Regions from separate parts of the Drosophila melanogaster genome. Here region 1 is linked to region 2. Evidence: chromatin contacts called from public Hi-C data. All regions are on one chromosome and are shown on one strand. The core of a region is the stretch at or near the end of the contact, and the rest is flanking DNA. Distances in the headings are between cores, read along the strand shown.

Evidence for each region. Hi-C and Micro-C count contacts between places; a contact is called where the count stands out from the background.
Region 1: a contact with region 2 is called in a Hi-C map of the Kc167 cell line, with 2.2 times the contacts expected there. A contact is called at or near these places in 5 of 107 Hi-C or Micro-C datasets (the Kc167 cell line, the S2 cell line, embryo and 1 more).

The regions. Positions count from the first base shown.
Region 1 is chr3R:5,548,680-5,553,211 of dm6, forward strand. mia (meiosis I arrest) reads right to left here and starts at 2,489. Exons shown (of 3, transcript NM_001300252.1): 1 at 1,144-2,489; 2 at 914-1,083; 3 at 1-509. The coding sequence starts at 1,941. Pcmt (Protein-L-isoaspartate (D-aspartate) O-methyltransferase) reads right to left here. Exons shown (of 4, transcript NM_080508.4): 4 at 4,144-4,366. The coding sequence ends at 4,283.
Region 2 is chr3R:5,356,233-5,360,411 of dm6, forward strand. Prosbeta7 (Proteasome beta7 subunit) reads right to left here and starts at 2,132. Exons shown (of 3, transcript NM_141272.1): 1 at 1,692-2,132; 2 at 1,123-1,624; 3 at 780-1,051. The coding sequence starts at 1,843. The coding sequence ends at 899. It overlaps Cerk (Ceramide kinase), which reads right to left. Exons shown (of 4, transcript NM_169050.2): 2 at 3,747-4,179; 3 at 3,116-3,318; 4 at 2,641-3,055. The coding sequence ends at 2,926. It overlaps CG1161, which reads left to right. Exons shown (of 5, transcript NM_141271.3): 5 at 193-516. The coding sequence ends at 348.

The DNA of each region.
Region 1 (4,532 bases), core at 1,239-3,738, 190 kb after region 2:
TGGGTGCTTGGCTTGTGGGACGAATACCATTCTTGGGCAGCTGGGTGCCAGAGACAAGATCGTTGGAGCCGACGGATCGAGATCCTTTCCCTCTGGAGTTAAGGTGTTCTGTAGCCATATTTTTCAACTTCAGTTCTGCTTCCGCCTTGGCTGCAGCCACTGCTTGTTTCTTCGTACGCATCACGGTGACGCCATCGCTCATCAGCGTGCCCAAAGATCCATATCTCTCCATAAACTCTTCCGGCAGATCAGGGGGTTGATGTATGCCCATCAGCACGGGAGAGCACATCTTCATCAACCGATGACGAATGTACTTAACTGCTTGCCTGTCTACGCTGGAGCTGGGAGAGTCATTACTGGCGGCCATGTGTGAATCGATGTGTTCAGATAGGTACTTCAATTGAGGCAAAATGCATGCGCGGACCGCATGATTCCCCATCTTTCCCAGGCCTATGACGGCCCCAAACACCGTTGTCAGTGGCTTCTTCAATAGCGCCTTGTTGTAAACACTGGAATATAAATGAATATTTTTTAATCCGATAGAGATTGCAAGCAAAAATCAATTGATTTAGCGAGCAGCGAGATGTTATTTTAATAAACTTTTAGCACACTTCTTTAAGCATGTGGTCGCACGCAACATTTGCGCCATAGACGTTATTATCGCTGTTATCTAAAATTATTATCAATATAAATCGAAGGGGTAAGCAACTTATTTAATTAATAGCTTGGTGGTTATTTCAGATATTATATGATTTACAATGAGTTAACGTGAAACGAGCTACGTTAGGTATTTTGTAACGACATATTAATATTAATTAATATGATTATATTCCTCTACCAGATGGATTTCTCTCTAATAAAATGATATGAATTCACAAATAACCCAAAGAACCCACACATGATGAGTACTTGCCCAATGACTCTGGGCAGGATGCCGTTGTCGGCAGCGTCGAACTGGCGCACTATGTGGGCCATTATGTTTCCGGAGTATTCCCTTAAGGCCCAGTGATCCTCCGAGTTCGGAGATGCGCACACTTGTTTGGCCAGCAGGCAGGATAGAACGGCTGGCAGGAGCAGGTGGAGCTGCAATTCAACAGATGCATTCTTCAGCTTATCCTATTCCTCTCAGAACCAAATACTTACATATTGCAATAGGCTGAAGCGCTGGTTTCCCAAAAGAGCTCGGACCATGCGCATAAGGTAAAGGAGCAGCGGCAGGTTCTGCTGGGCCACGTTGATAGCCACTGCGTCCGCAATGAACTTGGTCAACCTGGGCAGCAACTCCTCCAGCGAGGGATCAGTGGAGATGGCTTTGAGAGCAAGCACGCGCCGGGATTCCAAGTCGCCTACGCAGGCCTCGGTTACCAACTCGAAGAAGTTCTGCTGTTCCATGCTCAGCGGATAGCGCTTGCTGGGCTTTAGCAGCACCTGCTCCACCTTTAGCCACCCGGTGTGCATGGGAGGCGGCTCCAATGAAGTCTCCGGCACGGGTTCCGGCACAGATTCCTGCACGGATTCCGGGTAGGAAACGAGAAGTTCATCCTTTTTTTCGGCGGTTACAGCTTCGCGGACGGTTTTTAATACTTTTTGGGAAGGAGGCATTTTGCAATCGTCGCAATGGACCAGCCTAAAAAAGATGTCATAGCAGAGGTCGTCGTGCATTCGGACGGCATGCTGGATGTGAGACAGTTGCAATCGCCGATCCCGGATGCGCCGCATGTATTTTCCAGCCTCGTTTAGCAGATTTGTAATGTCTTCCTTAACATTGATGGATAGCCACTGTGCTACTCCGTCGTCCAGATGCAGACCAGTGCTGTGGAAGAATATCGCGGATAGAGAACGCGGCGACAAAGAATGTCTGCGAAAACTTTTGTCCTTGTCGGGCATTTCATTCTGAGACGTTTTCATTTTAGTTGCGTTTTTGTTTTCAAACTGCCACATTTTGGCACTAGTGATGCCACTGGTCGATAGGCGATGCACGACGCCGTTATCGGTCAGAAAGGGTCGTCACTCGATACCGATACCCGCCAATTGAATTTTCAAAAATATCAAGCGAGAGTTTCAAATGCGGCTTGTTTGATTTTTTTTTGAATGTCAGTTCAACATTGGCAAAGCTTGCCACAACCTATCCGAGGAGTAATACTGTTTCCAACAAAAACACTTCATAACCAATTATTTTAGCTTAGCCGGTTATTTAATTACAAAGTTAATTATATTATATATCATATATATCATCATCACATATATGTGGGTTGTATTACGTGGTCCACAATTTGGTAGCTAGGTTAATTAGGTTAATCATCATTGACGGTTGCACTCCGGATACACTTAAAAAACAATATATCCCTAATAGCACAGATTCACTTCCCATCATTGTTGATTTTGTACAAACTTACTTAATATAAAAATAAAACTGTTCATTTAATAAACCGCGTTTTTAGACTTTTTTGTGTAATGTGTGCCCTCTGGGAGAACTTCCCAGGTCGAGCTCCTTTCGACTACTGCCCTTTACAGCATTTCCACAACCGACTGAACCTGACTTTGACATAATTGTCAAGTGAAATTGTAGAAACCGCCTAGTACGAATGGGAATAGGAAAGTCCGTATCAGTTTCATACAGTTTGGTATATATATATATATATATATACATACTATACTATATTTGCGATTATTGTTTAAAATTTGTTTTGCACTGATTTAAAGTGTAATCTCCAATATTTATATCAATAATTTTACTCAAAATATTTCCCATGCTGTCGCATACGAGAGGTAACGCCTTAGTCGATTTTTAGATACCCGTTACTCAGCTAGTGCAAGTGCGAACCAAAATTTCATGTACTTTCTCTGGGATATCGATTGGGTATAAAATGAGACAAAATGTGTAAGAAGGGGCGTTGCCAAAATGCTTTTGGTATACCGATAGAAATGGGTAAGATAATCCATAAAACGGAAAAAAATAAAAATATTTTTCCAAAAAGTCGGCTTGTCAGCTTTTGGTAGTTTGTGGGCATAATAGTGGGCGTGGCAAAAGGTCAAATCTATAGAAATGTACATATATTGTATAATTAATATAAAACAAGAAGGAATGTTATAGTCGAGTTGCCCGACTATCTGATACCCGTTCCTTACCTAGTGTGAATGCGAACGTGAAATTCCATCATTATTCATCATTATAAAAATTGTTCAAAAGTGTGGGCGTGACTTGGTGTCTTTAGGGTGTTAGAGTGGGAGTGGCAAAAAGTTTTTTTCATATCGATAGAAATTTGAACGTCTAATAAAATTGAGAAAAATTTGCTTGAATGTGGCCGTAGCAGTTTTGGGCGGTTGAAGGGAGTTAGAGTGGGCGTGGCAAAAAATCTAGAGAAACTGTATTTTTGCTTAAAATTATTAACACATTTTTCAAAATTGTGGGCGTGACATTTTTGTGCGGTTTGTGGGCGTGCCAACATAGGTCAACAAACTTGCGCTGTGTCGATGTCTCTAGAATGCTGAATCTTAATCTTCTAGCTCTTATAGTTCCTAAGATCCCGTTCATACGGACAGACGGACATGACCAGATCGACTCGGCTATTGATCCTGATCAATAATATATATACTTTATATGGTCGAAAACGCTTCCTTCTGCCTGTTTTCTACTTTTCGAAGAATCTACTTATAGTCTACTTATTTACTCTACGAATAACGGGTATAAACGTAATTTTTTTAAAACATCCTGATTAAATAAATGGTAATGCTGTTCCTGAATGTTTTAGGGACACTTTTGGTGTTTTAGCACTTGATTAAATTGTGACTGATTAAATTATATTTTACGTTCCGGACATCTATAGTTCACTTGTTGGATCTCAATTTATAAATGTCTATGATGGTGAGCTGGTTTGATGAAACAAAGCCAGTCAACTATTTAAAACTTAACCATTCGAAGTATAAGTATTTAATTAATAATATTAAGCACGAATATTTAACAATTATCCTATTCTTCATCACTATTAAAACTAAATCTGTAAATCGGGGAAAAATTCTTAAAGGTGTAGTTAAAATTTATCTCACTACGGACATAAAAAAATTATGATTTCATTAATGTAATATGAAATGTTGAAGCTGCTTGGTAACTTTAAACAAAAAAACGAAAAGACAGCGTTTGTTCGGTAAACTTATATATTTGCACTCAACGTGAAAAAAAGCAATTTAATTTTGATTGATTGATTAACTAGTAAGCCAAAATTAGGTAGAGAAAAAACACGAGCAGCAGCACCGCAACGAGCGACCTTCCCACTCTGTGCAGTCAGGAGCGAAGATCCGTGAGAGGGACGTACATTACGCCCATGAGACGTGTCATCTCCACCTTCCCATTGGCGTCCTTGTCGTACTGTAAAAATGGTTATATTATTATATATTATTATATATTATTATGTATATTATTATATATTATTATGTATATTATTATATATTATTATGTATATTATGATATATATATATTATTATGTATATTATTATATATATATATTATTATGTATATTATTATATATATATAT
Region 2 (4,179 bases), core at 882-3,381:
ACTAGTTGGCAATAAAGAAGCACCACTCTTTTGAATAGATTTTAATTTCCACAACCACCTTTGTTTCATTTTGCGTTATAGATTTTGTTGACTTTCTAACCCACACCGTCACTTCATTAAGACAGTAACTAACACGGCCAGATCTTGGATCACCTCGACTAATTCCACATTTTTCCACCCTTTTCTAACCAGGATGAACCAACGCCGCCCCTGCCAGCCGTCAACAACCAGGAGCTCAGTGCCAGAGCCAATGTCCTCAATCGTGTGGGCCACCAGCAGGACAAGTGGAAGCGGCAGGTGCGCGAGCAGAGACGCCACATCTACGACAGGCATACCATGCTAAACTAACAAGGGGTTCGGTTTGCAGCTGGCGGAGATTAGGAGGCGCATGGGCGACTTAAGACACGTATTCCAAGCAGTTATCCTTTGCGAAATTCCCCTTTGGATCAAATTGATTATCTGTATATTTAGCCAGATTTTATGTTAATTAAAATAAACCAAAATATGTTTGTCAGGAGTGTTTGCATATTAATTAATAAGTTGAATGCCGGGAGGAATAACCAACAAATCCACTAAAATAAAACTTTTAATGATAATTGATGGTTATAATTTGGGAAAATAAGGAACGTAAGACCGTAATGGTGAGTCCAAGTTAGATTTGGAAACTCCCTTGGGCTTCTTAGTTTGACGCCTACTTTTTGATTCCATCAGTAGAGATTAACGAAAGAATAACTCGAAGATAGTTTCTATCACACAATAACCATAACTTTAAACGTATTATTTTCAGCCACATTTATTTTTAATAAATCATGTAACCACATATCCTTAGACAAGTGTTTTTTTTTAATGCAAAACCGCCGAGCTAGACCTAAACTAAGTTCATTCAGAATCGGAGGCTCTAGTATCCCTTTATGGTTTCGGCGAATGTCCAGTTTTCGTTAACTTGGAAGGGCCCCTCCACGCCGCATCCGTTGACGCTGCACACGCCCACAGTGTATTGGGAAATATTACGAGTATCGCGGTAGTAAAGCACCTCCATGCATGTGCGGATCTAGAATATAAGAAAATGGTAGGGTAGTTAAATAATGAAGAGTCCCCCCATCAGAGTTCGAAATTCCTTACCAGTTCGGAAGCTTCTACGGCGGTAAAGTCCCTGTCCTTGGGCTTCTTCTCACGGACCAGCGGAACGGCCAAATGGCGGGCAAAACCAGTGGCCACCACGTAGTCCTCGTAGGATCGTCCACGGAGATCCACGTTGGCCAGGTACGGAGTCCCCTCGTTGTCCACGCCGCCGACAACCACGTCAATGTAGAGGGGGTTCATCCGCGAACGACGGTTGTAGAGCACACGGGTCATCCAACTGGCCAAGGACTTGGGCTTCATCTCGATGTTGTCGTCGCAGCACTGGTCCTCGATCATCTTCTGGTCGATGTTGCGCTTGATGGACTGGATGTCAGCGAAGTCGCCGCTCCCGCCGAGCAGGATGTTCTTGTTGACCTTAAAGACGCGCTCAATGTTTTGGTAGCGGGCCATGGATCCGTAAGACACCAGGGTGTCGGCGGCCAGCATCACTCCTGAATCATAGCGAATGCCAAGCACGGAAGTGCCCGTGGTGCTGGAAGCACTGCGGAATAGTAAAAGGAGTGTAAACAAGTGGTACATCTGCATATAAACATATCCGCAGTTCCTACGTGCTGTGCTTGGTTCCATAGGGTCCCATTGTGGTCAGCTCCCGCGGTAGCTGCTGGACCGGCGTCTGTCCGCCCGTGAAGTTGTAGAACTCGCCGGGAGCGGGTCCGTTCTGCCACATGGGCTGCGCTAGGCTGTTGTAGTTGTTCAACATGCTAATTTATTCGGAGACTGGAATAACGCGAGACTTTGAAATGTTTGTCGCTGCCGGAGAATGACGGGCACAAATAAAATCAAGAGTCAGCGCAGTGTGAACAGACTTTAGGCGGGCGGCAATACCAGTATCGGCAACCGGTAGCTAAAAATACCAGACATACCAAAGATGAATCCACTATTAGCTTGGTCACACCGTTTTACATGTGTTAAATTAAATTAATTTGAAGTTTAATTGTGAACTTTTTAACATTTTATTAGATGTTGATGTTAAAAGTAATGTAAAACAGTTAACACCACGCTGCCTATACTGAATTTGTTTTTTTACTTTTGTCTTTATAATCCTCGTTGATAATACAAATCAAGGAGAAGAAAGATAAGAAATTAAAGAACTTTTCACTCAATTAGGATTAAGACTCATGTATACCCGTTGCTTCTACGGTATTTACTACTCCTTGAAACTAAATATATGTTTAGTTAATATATAATGACCATTTGCTTTACTTCATTTTAAGCCGTTCAATGGTCATTAAAGTATAAGAATCGAGAGCAATAAATGTAAATGACGTTTGGAAATTATCCTGGTCAATCTACAAATCCAATATCTCCCTTCTCTCCCTTCGAACACGATTCTCCATAGCTTTTTAAGCGGAATAAGGTTCTTTTGCTAAAACTTCTGCTTTTATTCATATTGGTGGGAAAAACGCACATGTTCCGGATTGTTGTTTTTGGGAACCCAACGAAGTTTTTTATCATAACATTTGATCATATAAATTAATAATAAAGAATTATAAATTTGAAGACATATAAATACATTTTTATTGCCAGTATACCAGTACACAATTTGTAAATATATAGGTATGTGCATAATGCTTCCGAGGGGAATGTTTAGGTTGCTGCCGCATCTTTCAGATGCCATAATACAGTCGATAATATCAGTTGCTTTATTGAGCTATGCTAAAAACAATGACGGGGAGACCCGCTCTTTAACACGATACATATACGAATAAGGATACCCTACGCAAAACTAAGAGCTACATGTCACGGCCAACGATTGATGCTAATTCTATGGGGTTAAAGCTTCTAGTCCTTGCAGCAGCAGTAAACATTGTCGCTAGAGCTAGCTGGGGTTGTGGGCGTGGTGCCGCCCTTGAGGGGCTTGCTGTAGGAATGGGGACCCCGCATGAAGACCTCGATGAGCTGACAATGCGATCTGCCAGATACGGAACGGTTAATAAGCGATTTATTGAAGTTAAAGGTACAACCAACTCACCGCATGGTTATGTCCAGGTCGGTCACCACCTCTCCATCACAGTTCCAGCTGGAAAACTCCGTCGAGGAGGAGTGGGCGGTCATTTCTTCAGGCGGTGTAATCGGCTGACAAGACCCTGCCAAGCTGTAGTCCTCCTCGCTGGCAGAAAAAGTTCTGAACCGGAATTCCCTTGTGCGATATACCTCTACAAAAGGCAAATTGCGCTGCAATGGGAAAATGTTTTTAAATATTTATTGTTTTCTACAAAATTTAATTGTATCCTTTTATTTTTCATTTATATTTTTACAGTAAAAGATACCATCGCATTCACTAGATAAAACATTATATTGTTGAAACTGGTCAAGTATATACTTTATATGGATGCCACCAGAGCGGCTAGTAGATCTTCGTAAAATAACCTTTCTGTCACAGATTTCCCTCGCTTCAATCCGAGCTAGATGGGGTTCGGTTTTGGGTTTTTGGCTTTTAGGATAGAAAGCACTAAGCTCAGCTTGTAGGCTTAGGGGATTTGGCAATTAAAGATGCAGTTAAAATGTTATGGAAATGTTATTTCAAAGGAAATGGACGCCTCTTATAGGAAAGGTGTTCTTTTGGATGTGAAAGTTGAATAGTTGTAATAGTTAGTACTCACAATATCACCACTTCTGCCCGCCGTGTTGAGCAGAAAACGCACGTTGTTGAGCAGTGAGGTCTTTTTCACGAGAATCAGGTCCAGGCAACCATCACCCAGATGACTGTAACGGGAGATGCCATTGGGACTCCTGGCGCAGGCGCAGGTTATGTTCGCGCCGCAGATCATAAAGAAATTGCCCCGCACAACCTTCCACTGATCGTTGCCGAGGTTCCTCATTGATGAAATGGAGCCAGTGGGCAATCGAAGATTGCCTGGACGCGGACGAGGCCTCAGGAGTGCTGCTTCACTGGCGGCTAGATGAGAGTCCTCTGTTTCTACCTGCTGATTGCGCTCTGCCTCTTTAGATTCCTCTTGGATGAACAATGAGGATCGCTGTTCCTGTATGCTGCTGGCGAAGCTGCAGCGCTGGCAATTGGCATAGCAGACGGAT